Regions from separate parts of the Dromaius novaehollandiae genome. Here region 2 is linked to region 1. Evidence: chromatin contacts called from public Hi-C data. All regions are on one chromosome and are shown on one strand. The core of a region is the stretch at or near the end of the contact, and the rest is flanking DNA. Distances in the headings are between cores, read along the strand shown. Region 1 has its middle 37 kb from the start of CRELD2. Region 2 holds the start of PIM3 (Pim-3 proto-oncogene, serine/threonine kinase).

Region 1 (6,357 bases), core at 2,354-4,853:
TACTGGAGTATACTTATGCAGAATTTTTGAACAAAAAGCATCTTTTCCATTGACACTGAAATCCACTTCACACAAACATGCTTTAGCAGCCTGATACTTAAACAAGGAACTGGAGTGGCACATTGTGTGGCATCCAAGGTCATGAAGCACCTTATGGACAGCATTCAACAGCACTCAGAATCAAATCCAAACAAATCGTACAAACAGGAGAACAGTACACACGCAATATTATTCTGCATTTACTGGTAAAGTCCGACTGTGAAAGTGGCGTGCAAGTGTGCGTGTGTGAGAGAGAGAGAAATACTGATGGCTGACCCTTCCTGGCAGGAAAATAGTAAGTGGATCAAATAGTAAGTGAAAAATCAATACATTAAAAATAACCTGCTCGGCAGTCATCCTCACTTTGGTTCTTTGTTATATTAATTTGAATTTTTTTTATTTTAAGTCAACAGGATCAGTCAGGCCAAACAAGCAGGAAACCAACCGAAGCAATTATTCACAGCTGAAAACAAATCTGTAACCAAGCAGCAGAGAAAACAAACCAATAAAAAATTACAGAGATAAATAAGTGAAAAAAGGGAAATAGTAGATGTTGCTTAGTGTTGACAGGAGTAGGACAGGGTCTGGTGTGCACAGCAGAGGCTATAAAGCACTTAATCACCTGCTCAAAGCCACAAAGTAGGCTGGCAGCGACCGAAACTTTTTTACCATATCCTAGTTACTCAGAAGTCATTTTGTTGTGTGGTTGGTACAAGTGTAAAGCATAAACCTCCACCACCCCTGGTAGCTTTTGAAGCTCTCTCAGTTGAAAGAAAACTGCAATATCTGGGACTCCATGGAAGCAAAAAGAGTAACAGATTCTCAGCTGGCTTCGAGAGGCCCAGAATGTGCTCTGTGCGACTGTGGACTGCGTGACTCTTCCATCTCCTCCTACCCAGGGTCATTCACCTAAATCACAATCAGTGTTCAAAGTGCCAAGTCACTTCACAGAAACCTAGGGATATCACATAAAGCCGCAAAAGCCCAGTTTCCCACAGTGGCTGAACTACACTGCTTGCTTCCTGTCTCCTGTCATTTCCTTGTAAATCAGAGCTTAGGGGATTCCCTCTGCTATTGCTTTTAAAAGAGCTGTTTCTAGGCTGTCCTCACTTTCTTGTTCCTGACTTGCTGCCTTCTATAATGAGCCTGCCTTTTTTGACCTGAAATTGCCTGGCCTTTTTTTTTTTCTTCTTCTGAGAAAAGGGATTTCCAGCTAGTTTTCTTGTATCCGCTGGTTTCTGGGAAGCTATTAAATAATCTTGTTCATTTCTCCAGTGCTTCTAATTCTTTGAGTATAGCTCAAAGTATTGAGTCCCACAGAGAGGCACACACCAGACAGAATTAGTACCACTGCTGACAGGTTAATTTTCCCAGCTGAGAGGATCCTACGTACCAGCTCAGCCAGCCCTAGACTGGGAATCTCTGACTCAGTACTGCATTGCACCATATATCGCCGTGGTTATGCCAGACTCTTTGAAAGCTTCAGGATGTGCCAGAAGTTCTGACACTCATCCATCGCAGGGAGCAAAGTCATCAGGGATGCAGATGAGGCAGTCTTCAAGAAGGTTGTTATATGCAAAAAAGCCTTCAGCACACACTGAGAGCATGGAGGGTGCTCGAGGAGCCTAACTCTTGGGTTTGCTGTTCAGCTGAGACTTTGAGAAGGCCCCATATGCCCAGCCAGTTATGTAAGTTAAAGCCACTCTAGTGACAGTGCATGTGATGGCTCACACAGCCAGCAGCTTATTCCAAGCTGATCAGCATGCTTCTCCTTCACCGCCTCACAAATACTTAAGCCTAAAACAGAGATTACAATTTTTAGAGCAGGATGGAAGCTTGATCCCAATTAACCGTAGTCAGTTGAACTCACCTGATTGATTCCACTGATCTTCAAATGGACTAACCCCAAAAGTTTTCAAGGTATTTTTTAGTTTCAGATGGCTTCAAGGGAACAGCATACTATGAAATTGCAGCAAGGCAAGAAAGGAGGAATCAGGAATGCGAGAAGGCTTCTGGCATTTCTCTTGGAAATGGACCTGGCACAGTACACAACCATAATAGGGAATGTTGCAAAAGCAGAGGAAGATGCTATTATTTATTCTAGATAGAAATGGAGAAAGCATTAGTACTGTTACTACTGGATCTCTGAGCTCAGAGGCATTCTCTTTTTTCCCAAAGGAATCAAAGTTATTTCATCAACATGGGTTTTTTCTTGGGAGCCATCACATGTCTCTGTAATAAACTTAAGGGACAGGGAAACAGCAGTGGACATGAACCAGGTGTCCCAAATCTATCAGGATGCCTATTGCCCCAGATGTACTTTATCAACTTATTTTTTTTCTGAAAAAATATATCTCACTTATAAGAGTAACTGCTACATCCCAAATATAACAAAATACTGTACATATATTTTTTAAATTTCTCTTTTCTATAAAAAACACAAATAGCATCAGATTCATCACCTAAAGAAATATCACTGAATGGGTCTCCTGTGCAGCCAAGTACGCTTATGCTTCTTGCTCGATTATGGGAATGGGGGTCGGGGTGTATAAGTTTAACTTTTGCCTGACCAGATTTCATCTCCTTACGTAAATTCCTATCAGGACTTCTTGTAAATCCCACCGTCTCCCGCAGAACACGTCATTTGAGCACTTGCAAACATCTAGAATAAAGCATTCACCGCTGCCAAGGGGAGTCTTGGGGCCACCCTTGCCCTGCTGAGGTTCGATCAGATGTCCAGCGTGGCCGGAGCAGCCTCCTCCCCGTGCAGCCTCTCAGGAGCACAGGCGCTGCCAGAAACACAATCCCTCTTCCTGTAACCTCCAACTAGGTGAAAGGGAAAATTCCAGGCACAGCCCGTCTCCTTGTTGTGCTAGGCTTATCAAAGACACAGGCCAGACCTGACAACAAAATATTAAACAAGAATGTATTAGCAACAGAAAGGCCATGCTAAAAAGCCCCTAAATCCAGCTTCTCTAGCACAGAGCCTTAGTCCCCTCTAGTGGCTGTTTACCGTAACAGAAACCTCATCAGTATTTTAAAAACACCAAGAGTCAGTTCCACATAGACGTACACAACTTAATGAAATAAATAGATACTCACACATATATACATTGTATAGAAGTAGGTAAAGATAAATACATAGAGTATTTTCATTTAGGAGTTGTAGATGCTTTTAGACCCAAAGGGTGAGCTTTTTAGGATCAATCACAGGAAGTTTAATGTATTTATACACACACACTTACGCTTACGTGTACATATATGAACGACTTAGTGTTGTTTGATTTGCATTGGTTTTTAAGTCAGCACCTTACTAGATAAAAATTCCCTTTCTATTTAGGCACTTGCTGCTCATAGACAGACATGAGCCAGAAAGAGTTTGGGAAGGATAAACATGATATTCCCGAACAGTGCTTCATGAAAGAAAGAGGAAAAACACCCCAATAACAGGATGTAGATTGCTTCCAACGGAAAATACCAGGGAAACTCCCAGCTTCTCTCAGTAAACCAGAGCAGATTGCTAGCCAAAAGCTAAAATTGACATCATGAGCTAGTGCTACTCTTAATAAGGGAAACAGCACTCCAGGTGACTTGACTGTGTCCTGCACCAGGTATTTCAAAAATGCCTTTGTGTATGATGTGAAACCGATGCCAGGAAACACTCCTCATTTTGGAATTTCACAACCTCTCTGAACACCATAATCCCGTACATGCAGGAGCTGAAAGTCCCAGGTGATGATATGTTCCAGCAAGTTTTCCAGCTTTCAAAAGCAGTTTTCAGGTTAAAAATGCATAAAGTTAAGGAAGCGAGCTAAGGACACATAGACACTTGCTTCCTCTGTGGCTGAGCTGAGAAAAGAAACAGTATGAAATTTAATTGGGAAATTGAGATGTGAAAAGCAAGATCCCTTTGTGCCTGTGTAGTAACTTTGTGTCAAAATAACCAGTAGAGAAGGTGAATGGGACCCATCATTTAAGCAAACGCACTGGTGTTTTCTGTTTCTGTTTGATTACACTCAAACAGGTTTCATACCTTGCTGTGTGTGGGTCCTGGGAGGTTGCTGCATTTCAAATTATTTGTGAGCTATATACTTTTAATACAACCTAATGAGATAAGTTCTGCAGACTACTTCTCCATCTTTTAGATGTGATCCATTGTTCACATCTATTGTATTACATACCAAAAATATGGCTAACAGCTATCATCCACATTCTGAGCACATCACACAAAAAAGGCACAACAGAAGAAGCAGGCAGAAATAGAAATCATAGACAACATCCTAGTATATGAACTAAAAATGTTTATATCTAGTCATACAAATGTCTGTTATAAAAGTGTACTATAAAGGATGACCTGAAAAGTCAAAATACGCCAACATAAAGGATTACCTAATTCAACCTTCTGTAAATGCACTGGTATTGTCTTTCCTTACACTATCTCATGCTATTTTTAGCAAGATCCGTATCTTATCTAGTGCTCTCAAGTTGAACAGAATAGAGACAGGTGGGAAACCGTTTTTCCAAAATGTTTGTAAGCTTCCTCAAAAAATTCTTTTTCTGCACTGAAATGAATCCTGAGACTTTTATTATAAGGCTAATAGGGCTTTTTAATATAAAATTTAACTACTTAAATTCATTCCACCAGCTCAAAAAGAAACAGGACACTTTGTCAGTTTGTTCCGCAAAAAGCGGGAAGTGTGGATGAATAGTGATGGTCAGGAGTGTAGTTGCTTGGTGAGGAGCATGTTCTTAGTGGTCTCCATTTCTCACCCATTTCCCCTAAGCATTCCTTCTCCCTCCAGAAGTCTTGGTCTCAGCCTTTTCTTTTCCAAACCCCTGCCTCCCTATCTTGCTCTCATTTCCCTCCCAACAAGCCAGGCCTGCTTTCCATGCCCTGGTCTGCCCATGCAGCCTGGCTCCCCTCTCACCCACTTCTCATCATTTGCCCCTACCCACATTCAGTTCTTGACCCCGGGAGCTCAGTTCTCACTTCTTCCAATTCCTTAGCCAGCTGCAATGTCTCTGCACTGTGCACGTCAGCTCCTTGCCCTAGTTTCCTGGCCTAACCAGTCTCAGTGCTCCACATATCACCAAGCTCCTTGTTGGCTCTGCTTTTTCTGCTTGCCCTCTCTCCAGCTTCAGGCTTACCTGATTCTTTTTCCTAGTTTATTTGCTCCTTTCACAACTGATTGGTCTCCCTACAACCTATTGTTTCCTTTTGTTAATTTTCAGTCCCTGAGTCCTTATCTAACTCATCCCAAGCAATACAACCTATGAATATAGTTTTCAGAGGGAACTTTATCCAGCCTTTTAAAGTATCCAAGCAAAGCCTCCTGAAGGATGTCAAAGAAAAGGCTCTATGAGATCCAGTACAAACCTCATTTTGCCTCTGCCATTTTTTAGGAGAGAGCTTTATATGTCTCAGAGAGACAAGCCAAAGCAACTCCTAGGAACAGGAAATGCTTTGCTGCATCATCCTGGAGCAGAATTGTGGAAGAATGAGTCATTTTGCAGATCAAAAGGTCTGGGAATTGTTCTTGTTTACAAGAGATGTGGATTCAAGATCTAAGCTGAAAACACTCTGATTACACAGGAGATCAAAGTAAGAACATCAAATATATCTGACCCAGATGTAACATGGTCACAAGGGCCGTTATGGCTTTGTCATGTTATGCCAAGTCATATTTCCTTTTAAAAACAAACAGCGCCTTATCTGAATAGGATGGGACATCATAGACAAATGCAAGCTTCACCATTTTGCTTTGTCAAAATAATATATGTCGTTTTCAGGTTTTCATTTCTTTAGTCAGGTGCCTGAATGCATAACATCTGTTGCTTTCATCCCTAACTCCCATGTGATCCACTGCCAAGCTATTAAAGATAGAAGTTTTGTGGATGCCATGTGCTCCTAGTTCAAGCATGTGTCATTTCATTATTGTTTCTGACCTGCTTTGTCCCTCCAGGCGAACTCGGACGGGACTGGGGAGAGACACCAAACAAATATGCTCTGCATAGTTGCACTTGCTAACAACACCAATGACTCACTTTCATGTTACTAGAGGATTGAAGGGAAACCAGCTTTGGGGAATGAAATCACAAATTCGTTTCGCTATCTAGTATAACAAGCTCCTGGGTCTTTACCTCAGGCCAGTGATACATTAATAAAGCAGGCTGGATAACTGTGGTTTTCTAACAGATATTAAAACCAGATTTTTTAACATTCATGTTTATTTAACCATGCATGCTGCAGAGTAAGTGTTGACAACATAAATGTCAGTCATAGCCTGTGACAATTGCATCTGATGGGAAGATCAAAAG
Region 2 (6,357 bases), core at 1,839-4,338, 280 kb before region 1:
AAAATACAAATCAAATCAGGAATTATTCCAAAAGCAGAACTGAGGATCTTTTTTAGGTTACCATTTTGTTTCAAACATAGTACAAAGGTGTGCTATATTCTTTTGAATTGAAGTATTAGAGCCGATACAGCTGAAAAAGATGTAGCCTAAACTCAACAGGATTTTGAGGAAATTAGGTATTAATTTCTTGAACAGGCTCAAGGTAAATATATCACTGATTTACCATACACTGGCAATACAAAGATGGATTTTATTTGTTAAAGAAATTGCAAATATAGTTGGAATAAAAAGGTGTGATGTTCTACATTTACAGACTAAAGATACACACATGTTTTTGCATGCTTAGCTGTGTATAAAAACAGGAATTAATAACTACTTGCAGTGTTAATTCCTTAAATAATTAGCATTTGTGCATATTAATATTTAATGCCAGCTTTTCTTCTTAAAAATATTTGCTATTTCAACAACCAGAAATCTCATCTTGAAAGTGAGAAAAACTTCCTCTCTGTCAAAAGTGATGCTCAAAAGAGCCGATGACAAGGATTATAGCAAAAGGCAGATACAGCTATATCCTTTAAAGTAAACCTGGAACATATATTCTCAGATCTCGAAATCTTCCTACTGTTTGCTTTCATTCTCATTTCAGCAGCAAAAAGCCCATAACTATAGCAGGCATATGCCATTATCTGAAGAAACTTTCTAGAAATTTTGTAACTGTGATTAAACATAGCCAAAAAGACAGATTTCTAACAAACAAAAAACTTTGGCTTTCTTATTATCTGATATATCCAAATAATTAGCTTTCTTAAAAGTAATTTCTGTAAACCAGGAGCTTCCCGAACCCTTCAGCTGCTTAATAAACTGAACGGGTTAGTTGGGTTTCTCAGCAAACACCATGTAAGGTCTGTGGGAGAGAAACTTCTTCAAACCAGCTGATCCAGCTTCAAAACGCACATTCTGGGACATGAAGGGTTGAAACTGTGCCTGAAAACTTGACCTTTATAGCAGTTGGTCTAAACTAATAAAAGATATTACCTCTCCCTAGAAGCCCTGCTTTGTTTATGGGCATGATGGGCTGATATCATAGCACTACTATTATCAGCAGGAAACGCCAAGTGCCAGGCTCTCCCTGTGCCCCGAAGGGGGAGGACTGCCAGCGCTTCAAGTGATTGTCCAAAAATACCCTTACTTTAGGGATCCCGTCCACGTGCAGTGTCTGTATCTTCAGCTTCACTATTTTCGACAGAGGGACGTGACATTCCCCTTATGCAACTGGGACTTGGACGCAGCAAAAGGGGTTGCGGCGTGGGGCAAGTGGAAGACGCTGACTGCTTCAGTTGCCTGCAAATACTGTATTATTACCCAGCTACGCTGAAGCCTTGCGCATCTGCATGCCATTTCTCCAATTACATGCATCTGGGTAGCAGTCTAAGTAGCTGCTGGAACAATCACTAAGATATTGCTATCCAGCAAACGCAGCAGTAATTAATTGCTAAGTCAGTGGCCCTCCACTTTTGCTGGACTGACATGCGGCAAGACCCTCTAAATAGCCTCACACTTTCTGCTCTCTGTTGATTTTTAACGCTTTTTTGTTCGCTGGGGTCGGTGTCGGCGTGGCGCGCAGGGGCCAGGCCGCGGCGGGGCGGCGCCCGTTAACGGCCCCCGCGGGACCGCGAGCGCGGCGGCGGCAGCGCGCTGAACCTGCGGTACGCGCCTCACCAGGAGACACTGTAAAAGCCGCGTCGGAAGAGACAAAAAAAGTAAGAGTAAGACGACACTTTTAAAAGCTGCCTGAAAATTAATCTAGAAGGAGGAAGCGGTCCCCCCGCCAGCCCCCGCGCGCCCCAGCAGCGGGGCTAATCCCTGTGGCGCAGCGCCCCCTGCGGGCCGGGCCGCGCTCGGCTCCCCCGCCCCCGCCCGCTCGGGGCGCTGCCAGGCCGGCTGAGGCGAGGCGCCGCAGCGGGGGGACGGCTTTCCAGCGCCGCGTATCCGATTAGCGATAGCGCCGGGAAAACAAAACAGCTTCTTGTCATTGCTCGACTGGCATCTAAGTGGGGAGGGGGAGGGGAAGGGAGGGGAGGGAAGCCCTGAGCTGCCGCGGCGCGCAGCGCTGCGCCGATGCGCTGAAGCCTGCCCCCGCACGGCGCAGCCCGTGCTACGGCTACGTCTGGGCGAGCCGCGGTGTTTTCACGGAGGCGGTCTCGAGGCAGAGCGTGACTTACAAAAGAAAACAAAAAAGCGCGGCTCACGAGCGTGCAGGCGAGCGCCTGGGTGCCGCCTCGCCTTCTTCAGAGCGAACACGCCTCCAGCTTCTCCTGAGGAGTTAGCGGCAGCTGTAGTTAAACGAGAAATCACAGCAGAGGAAGGGCAGGAATTAGGAGACACAATGGGCGAGGGAGCATGACACGTTATTTCGGTAAACAGCGGCTGTATAAATAAGCGGGCTTTGAAATGCTGCGTTTGGAGGCGGGCGAGCGGGCGGGGGAAGGTGCTTTCATTAAAGGCTGAGGGAAGATAAAGCCGTGGCCCGGCGTGCCCTGGCGCGGCGATCATGGCGGCGGCTGCGGCTCCCCGCCCCCCGCCGGCTCCAGACGCAGTGTCTCGGCCCGCGCACAGAGTGACCTTTCCCGGAGCGGCCGGGAGGCGAGCGGGGAGGGGGACGGCGCGCCGAGGAATTCCCGCCCTGGCCCCCGCGCCGCCGCATGCAAATGAGCCCCTCCTGATTGGCCGCTCCCGCGGCTCTTTGAAAAGGCGCCCCGCCATTGGCCGCCTGGAAATGTTAACGCAAATAAGAGAATCTTGCCCTCCCCTCCCCCCCGCCCGCTAATGTGTGTGAGCGTTGCAGACAGTCTGTAACGCTGCGCGTCGATTACTACAAATAAGTAGTTCCCAGTCCCCCGCCCCCCGTGTTTACGATGGGGTGGGACGGGACTCTGCCGGCCCAGCCGGCCCCACCGCGGGCGCTGGGCGCCGCCGCGCCGCCCGCTCCGGCGCGGGGGGGCCGCGCGGCGGCGGGCAGGGAGAGGTGTTCCCCACTCCCCCGCGGAGGGATATCCTCCGCGCGCGCCGCTCTCTGCCGCACCAAAATATTGGGAGTTAAGAGGCGGCTCCGCGGCGTCGCCGGCTCAGAAGTGAGCGGGCAGCAAGGCGGCGCGGCGCGGCTCCGCTCCCTGCGCCCGCCACGACTCCACTGCGGCGCCGGCACAGCGGCCCCCGGCAGCTCCCCGCAGGGGCGGATTTTACACGCGGCGTTGCAGCCCCCGGTGCCGCCTGCGTGTGCTGCTGATCCTGCGTGCGTGCATGCTTCTCGGTGCGCGTGTTGGCACTGTGCTCGCCGGTCGGAAGAGGAAGAGAATCTTTCTCCCTATTTATTTTTTTTCCCGAAGGACTCCGTATTGTTTCGACTTGGATTCTCTGCCGGCTGTTTATTTCGGGAAGTGCCCGTCGGTCTCTGCTACGGCGCGAAGCGGCGTCGGCGGAGGAAGGAGCGAGCCGCGCCGCCCGCAGCCGCTCGGAAGGTCTCCCGGCCCGCCCGCCGCGATTCCGGCTGGGCGCGGAGCCTGACCGCTGCTCCCCGCCCGCCCGGCTTCTGACTGAGCAGCTCGCCCGGTGGACGCCCTAAATTTCGTTGCGGGGGATTTTTCGTGTTCCCTCTCCGGAAGATGTTACTCTCCAAGTTCGGCTCGCTGGCTCACATTTGCAGCCCCACCAGCATGGATCACTTGCCGGTGAAGATCCTGCAGCCAGGTACGGCGCGGCAGCAGCGCAGCGCGGAGCTTCCCGGCGGCGCCTCCGCGGGGCGCGGGTCTCGCCGCCGGGCGCGGGGGCTCCCCGTGGAGGCTCCTCGCGGCACGAGGAAACTTTTTTCTTTTTTTGTCTTTCTAACTATGGGAGGCGATTTATCAAAATGTCTTGGACAGAATTAGGGCAACACAGACAATACGTGTCCAGCGGACGGACTTTTTTTTCCCCTCCCCGCAAGTGTAGCTCGGCTTTCGAAATTAACGTTGTCTCTTTCTCTCTCTCTCGTCCTTCCAGTGAAAGTGGAGAAGGAGCCTTTCGATAAAGTCTACCAAGTGGGCTCCGTGCTGGGCAGCGGGGGCTTCGGCACCGTGTACGCGGGCAGCAGGATCGCCGACGGCTTGCCGGTGAGCGCGGGCTCGGGGCGCGCTCCCGGCGCTGGCTCGAGCCATGTTGGCGGGCGGCGGGGCGGGCGCGGCGCGGCCCCGCGCGGAGCCGCCGCGGCTTGTCGGGGGCTGCGACCCGGCCCAGCCCGGCGAGGTGAGGCGAGGCGCCGGCTCTGCCCGCCGCTCATGGCGCCGCCTTTCCCCCCGCTCTGCAGGTCGCCGTGAAGCATGTGGTGAAGGAGAGAGTGACCGAGTGGGGCACGATTGTAAGTACCGCCGCGGCGCGGCGGGGGTGCTGCGCGGCCGCGGACTCAGCTCTTCCCCGCGCCGGGGCTATTGTGTGGGCGGCGGGCTGGGCTCGGCCCGCGCGCGCGGGGCTTGCGCGGGGGGAGGCCGGCGGGGTTTCGCCGCCGCCGCAGCGCCGCCCCCGCCCCTCGGACTGCGGCAGCGGCGGAGCTACCCAGCGGGGCGGCGGCGGCGGGGCTCCCCGCGCCCCTGCCCCCGCGGCGGGAGGGGCGCCCGCGGGCTGCGCGCCGCCCCGGCCCCTGCCTGACCCCCGCCCCGCTCTCCGCGCAGGGCGGCGTCATGGTGCCCTTGGAGATTGTCCTCCTGAAGAAGGTGGGCTCCGGCTTCAGGGGGGTCATCAAGCTGCTGGACTGGTACGAGCGGCCCGACGGCTACCTCATCATCATGGAGCGGCCGGAACTGGTGAAGGACCTCTTCGACTTCATCACGGAGAAGGGTGCGCTCGACGAGGACACGGCCCGCGGCTTCTTCCGACAGGTCCTGGAGTCGGTGCGCCACTGCTACGGCTGCGGTGTGGTGCACCGGGACATTAAGGACGAGAACCTGCTGGTTGACCTCAGGACCGGCGAGCTGAAGCTAATCGACTTCGGGTCAGGGGCCCTCCTCAAGGACACAGTCTATACTGACTTTGATGGTACGTGCCCTCTCCGCCTGGGGCAGCTCTGCTGCACCAGGTTTGGTCAGACCCCTCTCTCCTCCCTGGGTGATGTCCTATAGCCCCTTCTTATCCCGTTTCTGGTGCCTTGCGGTAGCGAGCAGTGCCTCTGACGCAGTGGTTCATACCAGGTCTATCGGTAATGGAAACCTTTGGACCCGAGGCAGCTTAGGGGTGTTCAGTTGCGTAGAAAAGAAGCGATTCCAGGCAGTGACGCAGCAGTTTATATTTCCCTGTCTTGGAAAAAGCGTTTTTTCCTAGAGGGCGATCTGTTTACGTGTAGGCTTCACCAGTGTCGGATGTTTCCATGTGTGGATATGCAGTTTTTATATGCAGAGCTTTTTTTAACTTGAAGCAGTAGCTCTCCCCCTCCCTTTCCGCTCATGTCCTGGAAATCCCGCATTGCAGATTTTTAAAGTGATGGGACAAATACACTCCCTGTAAATGACCTGATACTAGCTTCACGGTCAGATTTGATAATTTAGAGACAGGAAAGTTCAAAATAAGCTCTCATTGTGATAAGGGGGGAAAAAATACACTTTTTTCCCTTGCCCTTTGAATGTGACTCATGTAACTAAGGGGCTTTTTTTTCTTCCTCCATCCTCAGCTGCTGTACTTAACATCTGTTTGTTGTGAAACCCGAACCCTTAGGCCACGTGACCTTCAGCATCACAAATTCTTGGGTTTTTTTGTTTGGTATCCAAGGAGCACCGCAGGCAAAGAGGGGGTGGGTTAAAAAAGCTGCAGCAGAGAAGCATGGTGTAAGGAGCCCGACATTTACTGTGATGTGGAACTGGATAAAGCAGACTAGCCACATGTAATAAGGAAGACCTGAGTTTCACCTTCTTCCCTTCCTCTCTTCTCCTCCCCATCAACCCCCTTTGTCCTTTTGTGTCTATTTTTGGTGTGATGCTGCAGACGCCACGTGGTCAGTGAAAGGCAGCTTGCCTTAGTAAACAGTCAGCTGATGGAAGCAATGTTAGTCCTTGCAGCAAAATAGCACAACCGGATGGGCCAATTTTATTGATGGTGTAACTCCACTAATGACCTGGAGTTACACCACTGATGAGTTTTGTCCCATAATTTTTTGTTAATACTTTCAAATCATGAGTTCCTAAATGTAAATTAGGCCTATTAGAAGTAGCTGAGTTAAGGGGGAATCACTCTCTAAATGTTGATTTTTGACTTTTTTTTTTTTTTTTCCTTCTCTCTCCACCTTTAGGAACGAGAGTATACAGCCCTCCAGAGTGGATCAGATACCATAGATAC

The links. Hi-C and Micro-C count contacts between places; a contact is called where the count stands out from the background.
Region 2: a contact with region 1 is called in a Hi-C map of liver, with 13 times the contacts expected there. The contact joins the promoter of PIM3 here to the enhancer-like site in region 1. A contact is called at or near these places in 2 of 4 Hi-C or Micro-C datasets (brain and liver).

Annotation. Positions count from the first base shown.
Region 1 is chr1:17,119,142-17,125,498 of bDroNov1.hap1, reverse strand. No RefSeq gene overlaps it. Among named protein-coding and RNA genes, the nearest start is that of CRELD2, 37 kb to the right of the region's middle. Within about 2 kb of position 3,603, at least 1 of the 2 cell types and tissues checked has open chromatin away from gene starts, as enhancers often do.
Region 2 is chr1:17,403,420-17,409,776 of bDroNov1.hap1, reverse strand. PIM3 (Pim-3 proto-oncogene, serine/threonine kinase) reads left to right here and starts at 3,088. Exons shown (of 6, transcript XM_026113075.2): 1 at 3,088-3,747; 2 at 4,039-4,148; 3 at 4,343-4,393; 4 at 4,704-5,067; 5 at 6,311-6,357. The coding sequence starts at 3,663.